Linked DNA regions of Zea mays: region 1 is linked to region 2. Evidence: chromatin contacts called from public Hi-C data. All regions are on one chromosome and are shown on one strand. The core of a region is the stretch at or near the end of the contact, and the rest is flanking DNA. Distances in the headings are between cores, read along the strand shown. Region 1 holds the start of LOC100282698 (phosphatase DCR2). Region 2 holds the start of LOC100384273.

Region 1 (5,639 bases), core at 1,286-3,785, 150 kb before region 2:
GGGTTATCAAAGATGTTGATAAAATTAGGAGGGGTTTTCTTTGGAAGGGACGCAAGGACGTGAAGGGCGGATATTGCTTAGTTGATTGGCAAAGGTTTTGGAGGCCACTTGGGTTAGGAGGTTTGTGAATTCATAATCTTGAGACTTTGGCGTGGTCCTTGAATATGAGATTGTTATGGTTAAAGAAAACACAGCCGGATCATCCGTGAGCTGGCTTAGAGATTCAGGTCCATCCATATGCTGCAGCACTGTTCGCTGTTTATGTTCGGTCTATTATTGGTAATGGTGCAGCAACCCTTTTTTGGAGTGACAGATGGTTGAATGTGAAGACTATAGCAGAATTTGCACCTAATTTGGCTGTTGCAGTGCCTAAGAAAATTTTCAAGACTAGATCGCTGTGTGATGCCTTGCAGCAATTTTGTTGGGTCAGTGATATCAGAGGAAATTTAACTACAGAAGCCTTCGGGGAATTTTTGGGATTTAGCTCAAGATGTGCAGCTAGAACCTGGGGTGCCCGATCAGCACTACTGGACTCCAGCAGCCTCTGGTATATATTCTTCGAAGTCTGCTTATAATTGTTTCTTTCTTGGCTCGATTGCTTTTGAATCAGCTGACCTTATTTGGAAGAATTAGGCTCCTTCGAGATGAAAAGATTTTGCTTGGCTAGCTTCCTCAAATAGATGTTGGATGACTGACCGCTTAGCATGGCAAGGATTGGAACATCCAGAACAATGCCTTCTTTGTGACCGCCGACCAGCAGGATGAAACAGCGCAACACATCTCAGTCTCTTGTGTCTTCACTAGAGAAATCTGGTTCAGCACTTTATCCACAGCAGGGCTGCATCGCCGTACCCCAAGACTTCAATGATGAAGTTTTTCAAGAATGGTGGAGGAAAGCTGAGGCAAGGTTGCCTAAATGCAAGGAAAAAGGTTTAAATTCCCTGGTTATGATTGTGGCATGGTGTGTTTGGAAGCATAGGAATGCTTGTATTTTTTAGAAGAACCCTCCTAGCACACCCAGAGTTCAGCAAGAAATTTTAGAGGAGGTCAGAGCTTGGTTTTAGGCTGGGCCTGCGGTCTTAAGAGAACTTTGGCCATAGCTGTTGGTAGTTAGTAATGCTATAAGCTTTTATCATTATGGATCCCTATAAGTATGTCAGGTTTTGGCCCCCAGGGGTGTATGTACCCTCTCTTGTATCGGTCTAGTTTGGATCCTTTCTTTTCCTTCTTAATATAAAGATGTGCAGTTCTCCTGCAAGTTAGAGAGAGAAAAAAGAAATACAGAGTATATATACAAATACAACAATTGTGTCTGAATATGAACAAATGGTACCTAAGCAAACTTGATTAACTGTTGGTCCCAGATTTGTTCAATAGTTTCTAACACTTCATTTTTTAGCGTTCTCAAATTACAATCACAACTTCACATGCTGTGATTTTGTTATCAATAATAATCAGAAAGTACCTGAAGCTCCAGGGAAGTAGAACGAAGCCAGGCGAGTTGAGACTCTCTGATCCATCCATATGTTTTAACTCCATTCACCATTTCACGATCACCGCTATCCAGGAAGTAAAGGTTAAGCAGGCTAGTATTGACCAGCTCGGATCCGAATGGCCCATGGATGCCAACATGATAATTCCCAAACCCATGTACCAAAAAACCAGGTGGGTTTACTTGAGATACCGAGTAGTCCATTAGAGACATGAAGGTCATCAGCTCCTCCCGGGTCATTGTCGACTCTTGGTCATGATTACCTAAGATGGCAGCCCATGGCACCCTGTATTCGATAGCAGGGCTGATTGCTCTGAGTAGTGATTCTGCTGCGTCAGTTGCACTGCCCCCAAATATGTTGTCCCCTGATCCAAATTGAACCAACGTGAGCGTTAAGATTAAATTACAATGCGCCCCTTTTGCTTGTATATGTAAAGGACTAAAAGGGAAACAACTTTCGTAGTCTAGGAGCACAAAAGGGCAAGTAATAGGATGTAGAAAGGAGAAGAGAGAAGCGCACCGGTGAAGGCGATGAGGTCGGGCTTCTCGGCCTCGATGACACGGCGCAGGAACCGCGTGGTGTTGAGGTCGGAGCAGCGCGCGCCGCCGCCTTCGGGGCCCACGTCCCGGCAGCGCGTGGTGGCGCCGTTGCCGAAGTGCATGTCCGCCACCTAGCAGCGGGCGTCAGAGAGCGGGATCAGGTCGTAAGCTTCCTAGACGAACGCGCGGGGGGGCGGACGGGAAGCAAGCGCGAGCGAGCGAGTGCGCGCGTGGGTGGGCTGGGCCTGGGCGAGAGGCGCGCACCTGGAGGATCTTGAAGGCGCCATCGTGGCGGAACCGGAGAGGGAGGGGCGCGGCCGCCTTGATGCGGGGCACGGCGGCGTCGGGGTCCGGGTCCAGCACGGCGGCGAGGCGGAGCAGCAGAAGCGCAAGGAGGCAGGGGATCAGCAGGGAGACGAGAGCTGCCAGGTGGGACGAGGCCATCGGTCTCTCAGCTACCTCCATGCCGAAACCGAACCGAACCAACAGGCGTGAACATGTCGCTTGTTGTTTTTTCAGGTTCAGTCTTCATATTGCCTTTGCCTGGATTGTTTTCATAGCACAGCCAGCACTGGCAGCATCACTATCATCCCCTGTCCGTCAGCTTCAATGGCTGCCATGTTCCACTACGTAAAAGAGGGCTACCGGCAATTTGACGTTTACTATGTTACCTTGTGAGTGATGACATAAAAGATGTCCTAAAATAAGATGATGGTGGTCACAGGCTACCAAGTCTTGGCCGTCCAGGTATTAGGTAAGCAACATGGCTGAATTTCGTGGCCCTGCATACGGTGCCATGAGTTTATTTATTTATTTAGTTTTGTCCGGGAACCAATTTATCGAATGATCCATAGTTATGTAACACCCCGTCTAATCCCTATAGCGGCGGTACTTACTCCTGACAGCTTTCTAAGATCATATATCGTCCCCACAAACTAACACGAGTTTTTTTGTGCACTTTGTCCTCACTCATGCGCACCCGAGAAAACTTCTCAGTCGGTTACTCATCCCAAATTGCTCCAAACCAATCACGTTTAACTTGGAGGTTCTTTAGAGATAGGCTTCCGAAAAAGAAGATGCAACTTGTTGATACGAATACTCTATTAATTCTATTAAACTTTTGGCCAGGATATCACAATTCACCCCCTTAGAAGACCGACGTCCTCGTCGGTCAACCCCAATCCAGAAACCTCCCCTCTTAGCCACGTCCGTGTGTCTAGTGTCGTCATATGCCATGCCATGTGACCACTTCAGACCCACATGCGCCATGCGCCATATACCCGAACCCTCTAGCTCACACACGCCCGTGAAACCTCGAGGGTCAGCTCTGATACCACTTGTAACACCCCGTCCAATCCTGGACCGACGGTACTTACTCCTGGCAGCTGTCGGCGTTTCGAGACAGGGGGGTCCCTAAGCCGACGAGTGAGTGTGCTGCGTGCCCCAGCCCAGATGGGTCGAGCGCGTGGGCGAGCGCGAAGGGGGGAGTGGCGAGGTGGCCGGAGTCGAGCGTGAGAGAGGTGTAAGTCCCGCGGCCTTCGTGTTCGTCCCGCGCCCAGGTCAGGTGCGCTTGCAGTAGGGGGGTTACAAGCGTCCACGCGGGTGAGGGAAGCGAGCGGCCCCAAGAGAGCGCCTGTCCCGTCCTCGGTCCCGCGCGGCCAACCTTTTCTGAGAAGGCCCTGGTCCTTCCTTTTATAGTCGTAAGGAGAGGATCCAGGTGTACAATGGGGGGTGTAGCAGAGTGCTACGTGTCTAGCGGAGGGAGAGCTAGCGCCCTAGGTACATGCCAATGTGGCAGCCGGAGAGATCTGGGCACCCTGCTGGCGTGATGTCGTGGCTGTCGGAGGTGCGGCGGAGCCTGATGGAGGGACAGCTATTGGAGCGGTCGAGTCCCTGCTGACGTTGTCCTGCTTCCGTAAGAGAGCCGGGGGCCGCCGTCGTCATAGAGCTTGTGGAGCGCCATCATTGCCCCTCTGGCGGAGCTGGCCGGATGAGACGCCGGTCTTGTTCTCCGTGACCCGAGTCGATTCGGGGTAGGATGATGATGGCGCCTCCTGTTGACGCGGCGGTCTGTGCCCTAGGCAGGGCGACGTGGGGGTTCCTCCGAAGCCGAGGTTGAGTCTGCCTTTTGTTGCCGCGGCCGAGCCCGAGCCAAGGGGTCGGGCGAGGCGGAAGTCGTTCGGCCGAGGCCAGGGCGGAGTCCGAGCCCTGGGGTCGGGCGAGGCGGAGTTTCGTCGTCTTCCGGGTCTTAGCCCGAGTCCGAGCCCTGGGGTCGGGCGGGGCGGAGTTTCGTCGTCTTCCGGGTCTTAGCCCGAGTCCGAGCCCTGGGGTCGGGCGGAGCGGAGTTCGCCGTCTTCCGGGTCTTAGCCCGAGTCCGAGCCCTGGGGTCGGGCGGAGCGGAGTTCGCCGTCTTCCGGGTCTTAGCCCGAGTCCGAGCCCTGGGGTCGGGCGGAGCGGAGTTCGCCGTCTTCCGGGTCTTAGCCCGAGTTCGAGCCCTGGGGTCGGGCGGAGCGGAGTTCGCCGTCTTCCGGGTCTTAGCTCGAGTCCGAGCCCTGGGGTCGGGCGGAGCGGAGTTCGCCGTCTTCCGGGTCTTAGCCCGAGTCCGAGCCCTGGGGTCGGGCGGAGCGGAGTTCGCCGTCTTCCGGGTCTTAGCCCGAGTCCGAGCCCTGGGGTCGGGCGGAGCGGAGTTCACCGTCTTCCGGGTCTTAGCCCGAGTTCGAGCCCTGGGGTCGGGCGGAGCGGAGTTCGCCGTGGCAAGGCCTGACTGCCTGTCAGACTCACTCTGTCGAGTGGCATTGTAGTCGGAGTGGCGCAGGCGGCGCTGTCCTTCTGTTAGAATGGCCAGTGGAGCGGTGCAGTGACGGCGGTCACTTCGGCCCTGCCGGGGGCGCGTGTCAGGATAGAGGTGTCAGGCCACCTTTGCGTTTAATGCCCCTGCAATTTGGTCAGTCGGTGTGGCGATTTAGTCAAGGTTGCTTCTGAGCGAAGCCAAGGCCTCGGGCGAGCCGGTGATGTGTCCGCCATAAAAAGGGGGCCTCGGGCGAGACGGAAGTCTCTCGAGGTCGGCTGCCTTTGGCCGAGGCTAGGCTCGGGTGAAGCGTGATCGAGTCACTCGTGTGGACTGATCCCTGACTTAATCGTGCCCATCAGGCCGTTGCAGCTTTATGCTGATGGGGGTTACCAGCTGAGAATTAGGCGTCTTGAGGGTACCCCTAATTATGGTCCCCGACAGTAGCCCCGAGCCTCGAAGGGAGTGTCAGCACTCGCTTGGAGGCTTTTGTCACACTTTTTTGCAAGGGGACCAGCCTTTCTCGGTTGCATTTCGTTCCGGTGGGTGCGCGCGAGCGCACCCGCCGGGTGTAGCCCCCGAGGCCTCGGAGGAGTGGTTACACTCCTTCGAGGTCTTAATACTTCGCTTAACGCTTCGGCTGGTCTGGTCGTTCCCTCATGCGAACTGGCCGTAGCCCGGGTGCACGGTCGGGGCCCAAGCTCTCGGGCTGGTATGTTGACGCTATCAACGATTTGGCCAGAGCCAGTTTTTGCGAGAGCAGCCCCCGAGCCTCTGCACAGGGCGAGAGGACGATCAGGGACAGACTCGACTTTTTAC
Region 2 (5,254 bases), core at 227-2,726:
CGTTTGGGATCGAATTAGAAAGTAAACAATCATGTTATCTTGAATATAAATTTGGTGGCTCTCATTCAACCTCTTGTCCTTCTCGCCTGCCTCATCCTTGAAGGGTGCAGGACGGACGGGACGCTCGGGGTACGTGCGTACGACACCGGCCACTTCCAAGAAAAAGGAAACTGCTCGGCCGGGGGAGCACGGCTTCAATTGCTTTGACCGATGTCGACGACGAGAGGGGGTCGGGGGTTGGTCTAAGCGGGAGGTGGACGAAGACAACGTACCGCTGTCTCCATTACTCTAATCTAATGCAGGAATGCTCACGAGGAAGTCGCCGTCACGAGCAGACGAGCTGAGGAAAACGAGCTCGGCAACTCTACAACTCCTTTTTTTTTGTTGGTTTTCTATATACCGCATGGGTTCTAGGAAGGTTCCTCGCTCCTTGTTCTTGGAGTGGACATTGGAGTCTGGAGGCAAACACCGTGATACTGATACTGGCATACTGCAGCGTGTGACAAGGCGAGCTCTGCTCCCGTCAAGCCACGCACGAGGACTCGAGGAGGCATTAGCTAGCTGCAAGCGGCTGGCTCACCGGTGACGGTGAGAGAAACCGTGAAGCAAACCAAAGCAAGGCAATGCCGGACCTTCGTGCAAGGTCAGGTGAGTGATTGACGACATTGACAGGCTTGAAAGGCCGGTTCGTCTCATCCGCTGGCCGCCGGCTGCGCCCGCTGTCCCCCTTCGCTCCTCTTCTCATGGGTCTCCCTAAAACCCTTCCTAACCCTGAATAATAAAAAAAAAACTTCATGTCCCTCCTCGCGAATGGTACAGTGTGGTATTGTGCTACTATCGCGAATTCCTCAATCAGGTCAAGCCTCTTCCTTCCTCGAATCCATGTCATCTTTGACGAATCCAAGCACTAGGAATCTAGGATCTTGCTTGGTCTCGGAGTTGGAGGCGGCTCTAATTCCTCCGCCCGATCCTCGGTTCGGTCCAACCACACACCTCCGCTGTCAGTCCCTACTGCTATTCTCTCCTTCACTCCTCGCCGAAACTGCCACGCAGGAGCACGAGGACCTCGTGAGCCCAAGCTTGAACGCTCGTTTACTTTTCGAGGTTGGTGCGGTTCTCGCAGCTGCTGATGCCGCCGCCGCCGCTTTGTTTAAGCAGCAAACCACCGCACCTGCTGTTTCTTCTCGGTCCGCTTTGATCAATCGCCTCCCTTTCTTTCTCGGTGATCGCCTTTTCCTGAGATTGAAATTTTATTTGTCGGTGGTCCGGCACTTTGGCTCCGTCTCCGTGGCCGGCCGAACAGGCGGCAGACGCAGGCAGCAGCAGCAGCAGGCGCTGGTGGTGGCGCTGGCCGTTGGCGTTGGCGTTGTGAACAAGAAATTCCTCGGGTTTCACGCGGCTCCCGTCGCTTTGGCGTTTTGGTCCCTTCCTTTTCTTCCTTTCCGCTAGTTTTCTGGTGACGGGGGGTTTTTGCGCTCTGGTTCGTGTTGGGTTTATAGGACGGCACGGCACCAGCTGAGTTCGCTTCCCCATCCCCATCCCCATCCCGCTCCCGCTTGCTCCGTGCCGTGGTCTCCGAGATCGGGGTTCCTTTCCTTGCCGATTTGATCCGCCCAGCTGGAAAACGAAAATCGCTGATGGGTTTTGGAAGGAAAGTTGTCATTTCTTGGTGAGGTTTCCGTTTCTGGATCGACTAGCTGATCGATCGTAGTATCGTACTAGCCACCATGGCGTCGTCGTGCATCCCGGCCGGCGGCATCCGGCTGCCGGACCTGGATATGGTCAAGACCGCACCGCCGCCGGCGCCGCACCGCCCGGCGGCGTCCTCCACGCTCTCGGAGGCGTCCCACTCGTCCCCAGCCTCCTCCTCGTCGGTGGCGTCGCTGTCGCTCAAGCGCCCGCGCACGCGCACGCCGCGGAAGCGGCCCAGCCAGACGTACAACGAGGCGGCGGCGTTGCTCGCGTCCATGTACCCCTCCGTATTCCCCGTCGCCAGGGGCTGGGGGGCCCCCGAGGCGGCGCCACCCCGCCTCCTCGGCCTCGCCTCCGCGCTTGGCGACGACCCGTCCTGCTCCGACCTCCTCCCTCCGTTCCCCGTTCCCGGAGGCCACGCCGCCTTCCTCCTCCGCGACCTGCCGCCGCCGCCGCCGCAGAGCCCTGCCGGCGTCGCCAAGAGCTGCCCGTCGCCCGCGGCCGTCAGCAGCGTCTTCAGCGAGTTCCGCGACCCGGCACCGTCCCCTGCAACCCCTGACGATGCTGCTGCGGCACCTGACGAGCCCGGAGAGCTCCACTTCGACGTTGACGACGGTTTCGACGCTGACTCTATTCTGTGCGGCGTCGACCAGAGCGCGGCCGAGGGCATCGACGGCATCATGGGTAAGCTCTCTATGGAAAACAGCGGGACGTCCGTGTCAAGCTCAAGCGTCAACTCCAACCTGCCCATATCCAAGATACACCCTTACCTCAGGAACCTTATGGTCCTCGGGCTGAGCTTCCGGCACGATCAGAATATCTTCAACCAAGCGCTCAAGCGCCATAGCGTCGATCATGAATGGTGGATGTGCCCTGCCATACCTGTAAAAGACATTACCCCTGCGCCGCCACCTTCAGTAGCAATGTCGAAAGTGACAGACAAGAAGACTAAGAAGTCACTGGGGACAATGTACGAGGAGGGGGTTCCTGAGTCTGTCAATGGCGACGCTGGAACTTTGGCACTGCCAGAGACAGGATTGGGGCTGAGCTTGAACACTGACGGGGTGCTCAAGGCGTGGTGCGGCAGAGGCTCTGTGTTCGCTGATAGCAATGGCTCTGACTTGCCGTTGTCTTCTGCTCATGTGGTAGTAAGTATTTCCATCTTATCTCGATATAAAAAGTTTTCCATTCCAGTTAAAAATTGAAAAATGGCTAGAGTTGTTAGAACCCTGAACTATACTTGGTCTTAGTTCATATCATCTGATAAAGAGTATTTGTTTCATTTCAGTAGAAGCACAGAACATCTGTTGTTTTATATAAGCAATGATAAGAAATCCTGGTCCGCATTACTTCATTTCAGTCGCTTTACATTCCTTGTCTGTGGCAAATTTCTTCCAGAAGAAAATCTGTGTCTGAATTTTGCTGATATGACAGAAATATAATATGGTGGGATTTTTTTTTATCTCCACCGAAACTTTACTTTACTGGCTGAATGGGCCAGACAGAAGGAAATTCCAAATTGTAATTTTCCTTGAGTTGAACCATGATAAGAAACTCAGCCCTCATTATATCTTATTTGCAGTTTTAGAGTTCAATTGAAGTAGAAGAAATTCTCTTAGTTTGGTCATATTTGCTTTTGGGGAAAAAATCAAACCAAACAATTCAAACCATTGTAATTCACAGGCCCACAACTTCATGTTGGTGCAGCATTCAATTAAATCTCTCCACAAGAAGAAAGTCTCTAGTTTGTTCTTGAAGTTGGATATCTCCAAAGCCTTTGATTCAGTTTCTTGGGCTTTTTTGTCTGAAGTGCTTTCACATCTTGGTTTTGGTCCTGTGTGGCGAAGTATGATTTCAAATTTGCTGATCTCGTCCTCCACTCAGGTGCTTTTGAATGGGTCTCCTGGTATTCCTATTAAACACCGGAGAGGGCTTCGCCAGGGGGATCCTCTTTCTCCTATGTTGTTCGTCTTGGTTATGGATGTGCTCAACAGTTTATTCTTGCTGGCTGAAAACAGGGGGCTGCTGCATAGATTGGAGGGCGCTAATATTCGAAACAGGCTGTCCATTTATGCTGATGATGTAGTCCTTTTTGTTCAACCTGTTGAGGAAGATCTTCACTGCGTCAGAACAATTTTGGATTGCTTTGGCTCAGCTTCTGGGTTGGTGTCTAACTTGCAAAAAAGCTATGTCATTCCAATTAAGTGTAATCAGCAGGCGGTGCTGGTGGGCTGCAATATTCTTCAATGCTCTTCTTCTTCTTTCCCTTGCACTTATTTGGGATTGCCAATATCAGACAAGAAGCTCAGAAGGAATGATCTCATGGTTTGGGTCGACAAAATTGCTGATCGGCTTCCTAATTGGAAGGCCCGGCTGCTTAATCTGGCTGGCAGGACAGCTATAGTGCGCTTCGTGCTTTCGGCCATCCCGGTATACCTTCTCATTGCCATGAATATTCCCAAGTGGGTGATAAATTCTATAGATAAGATTCGAAGAGGATTTCTTTGGAAAGGAAGAAAGGAGGTAACTGGAGGTTGTTGTCTTGTCTCTTGGGATATAATTACAAGGCCTTTGTATCTTGGTGGCCTTGGGATTTCTAACTTACTTTACCAAAGCTGGGCGCTGCAGACTAAATGGTTATGGTTGGAAAAAACAGATCCAAATAGGCCTTGGGTTGGGCTGAATTTCCCTATTCAGCAGCATGTCAGGAGATTCTTTGCTTCTTCAATTATTACCTTGGTTGGAGACGGGTCTACTACTTTATTCTGGACAGATAGGTGGTTGGATGGGTCTTGTATCCAGGATCTTGCCCCTGATGTAGTTGCTTGTGTTGGGAAAAGGGCTAGTTCTTCCAGAACGGTGGCCCATGCTCTTGAGAACTGGCAGTGGGTCAGCGACTTAGAAACCCCTCTTAATTTGATTGGGTTGCAGCAGTACCTACAGCTTTGGGACACTTTAAGAGGAGTGGTGCTGACACAAGAGGCTGATAGACATGTGTGGATTCATTCTTCCTCTGGGCAGTTCTCTTCTAGATCATGCTATAAGGCTTTTTTCATGGGTTCGATTACCTTTGAACCTTGGAAGAGGTTATGGAAATCTTGGGCTCCACCCAAATGCAAATTCTTCCTATGGTTGGCAATAAGGAATAAATGTTGGACAGCTGATAGACTTCAGAAGAGAGGGCTGGATCATCCTGAGGTCTGTCCTCTATGTGATCAGGAGCCGGAGAATATCCAACATCTCCTTTGCAGTTGCATCTTTGCTAGACAATTTTGGCATTGCATTCTTGCACCGTTGGGGCTTGCTGATCTTTCTCCTGTTTCTATTGAGATATCTTTTGCTGAGTGGTGGAGGAAGGTGTGTAAGCAAGTGCACAAATCCAAAAGAAGAGGCATTAACAGCGTCATCATCTTGGGGGCTTGGTGTCTATGGATTCATCGTAATAAGGCAGTTTTTGAGGGTGTCAGTCCTTCCATAAGCAGAATTAAAAAAGTTTTCTTGGAAGAGTTAGAATGTTGGGGTCTAGCCGGTGCCAAGCATCTTGAGGGCTTAGGCCTAGGTG

The links. Hi-C and Micro-C count contacts between places; a contact is called where the count stands out from the background.
Region 1: a Hi-C map of ear shows a contact between it and region 2, with 2.6 times the contacts expected there. The contact joins the promoter of LOC100282698 here to the promoter of LOC100384273 in region 2. A contact is called at or near these places in 5 of 25 Hi-C or Micro-C datasets (bundle sheath, ear, endosperm and 2 more).

The regions. Positions count from the first base shown.
Region 1 is chr6:96,991,022-96,996,660 of Zm-B73-REFERENCE-NAM-5.0, reverse strand. LOC100282698 (phosphatase DCR2) reads right to left here and starts at 2,535. Exons shown (of 4, transcript NM_001371881.1): 1 at 2,297-2,535; 2 at 2,013-2,163; 3 at 1,466-1,857. The coding sequence starts at 2,497.
Region 2 is chr6:96,838,221-96,843,474 of Zm-B73-REFERENCE-NAM-5.0, reverse strand. It overlaps LOC100384273, which reads left to right and starts at 1,476. Exons shown (of 3, transcript NM_001176838.2): 1 at 1,476-2,840. The coding sequence starts at 1,728.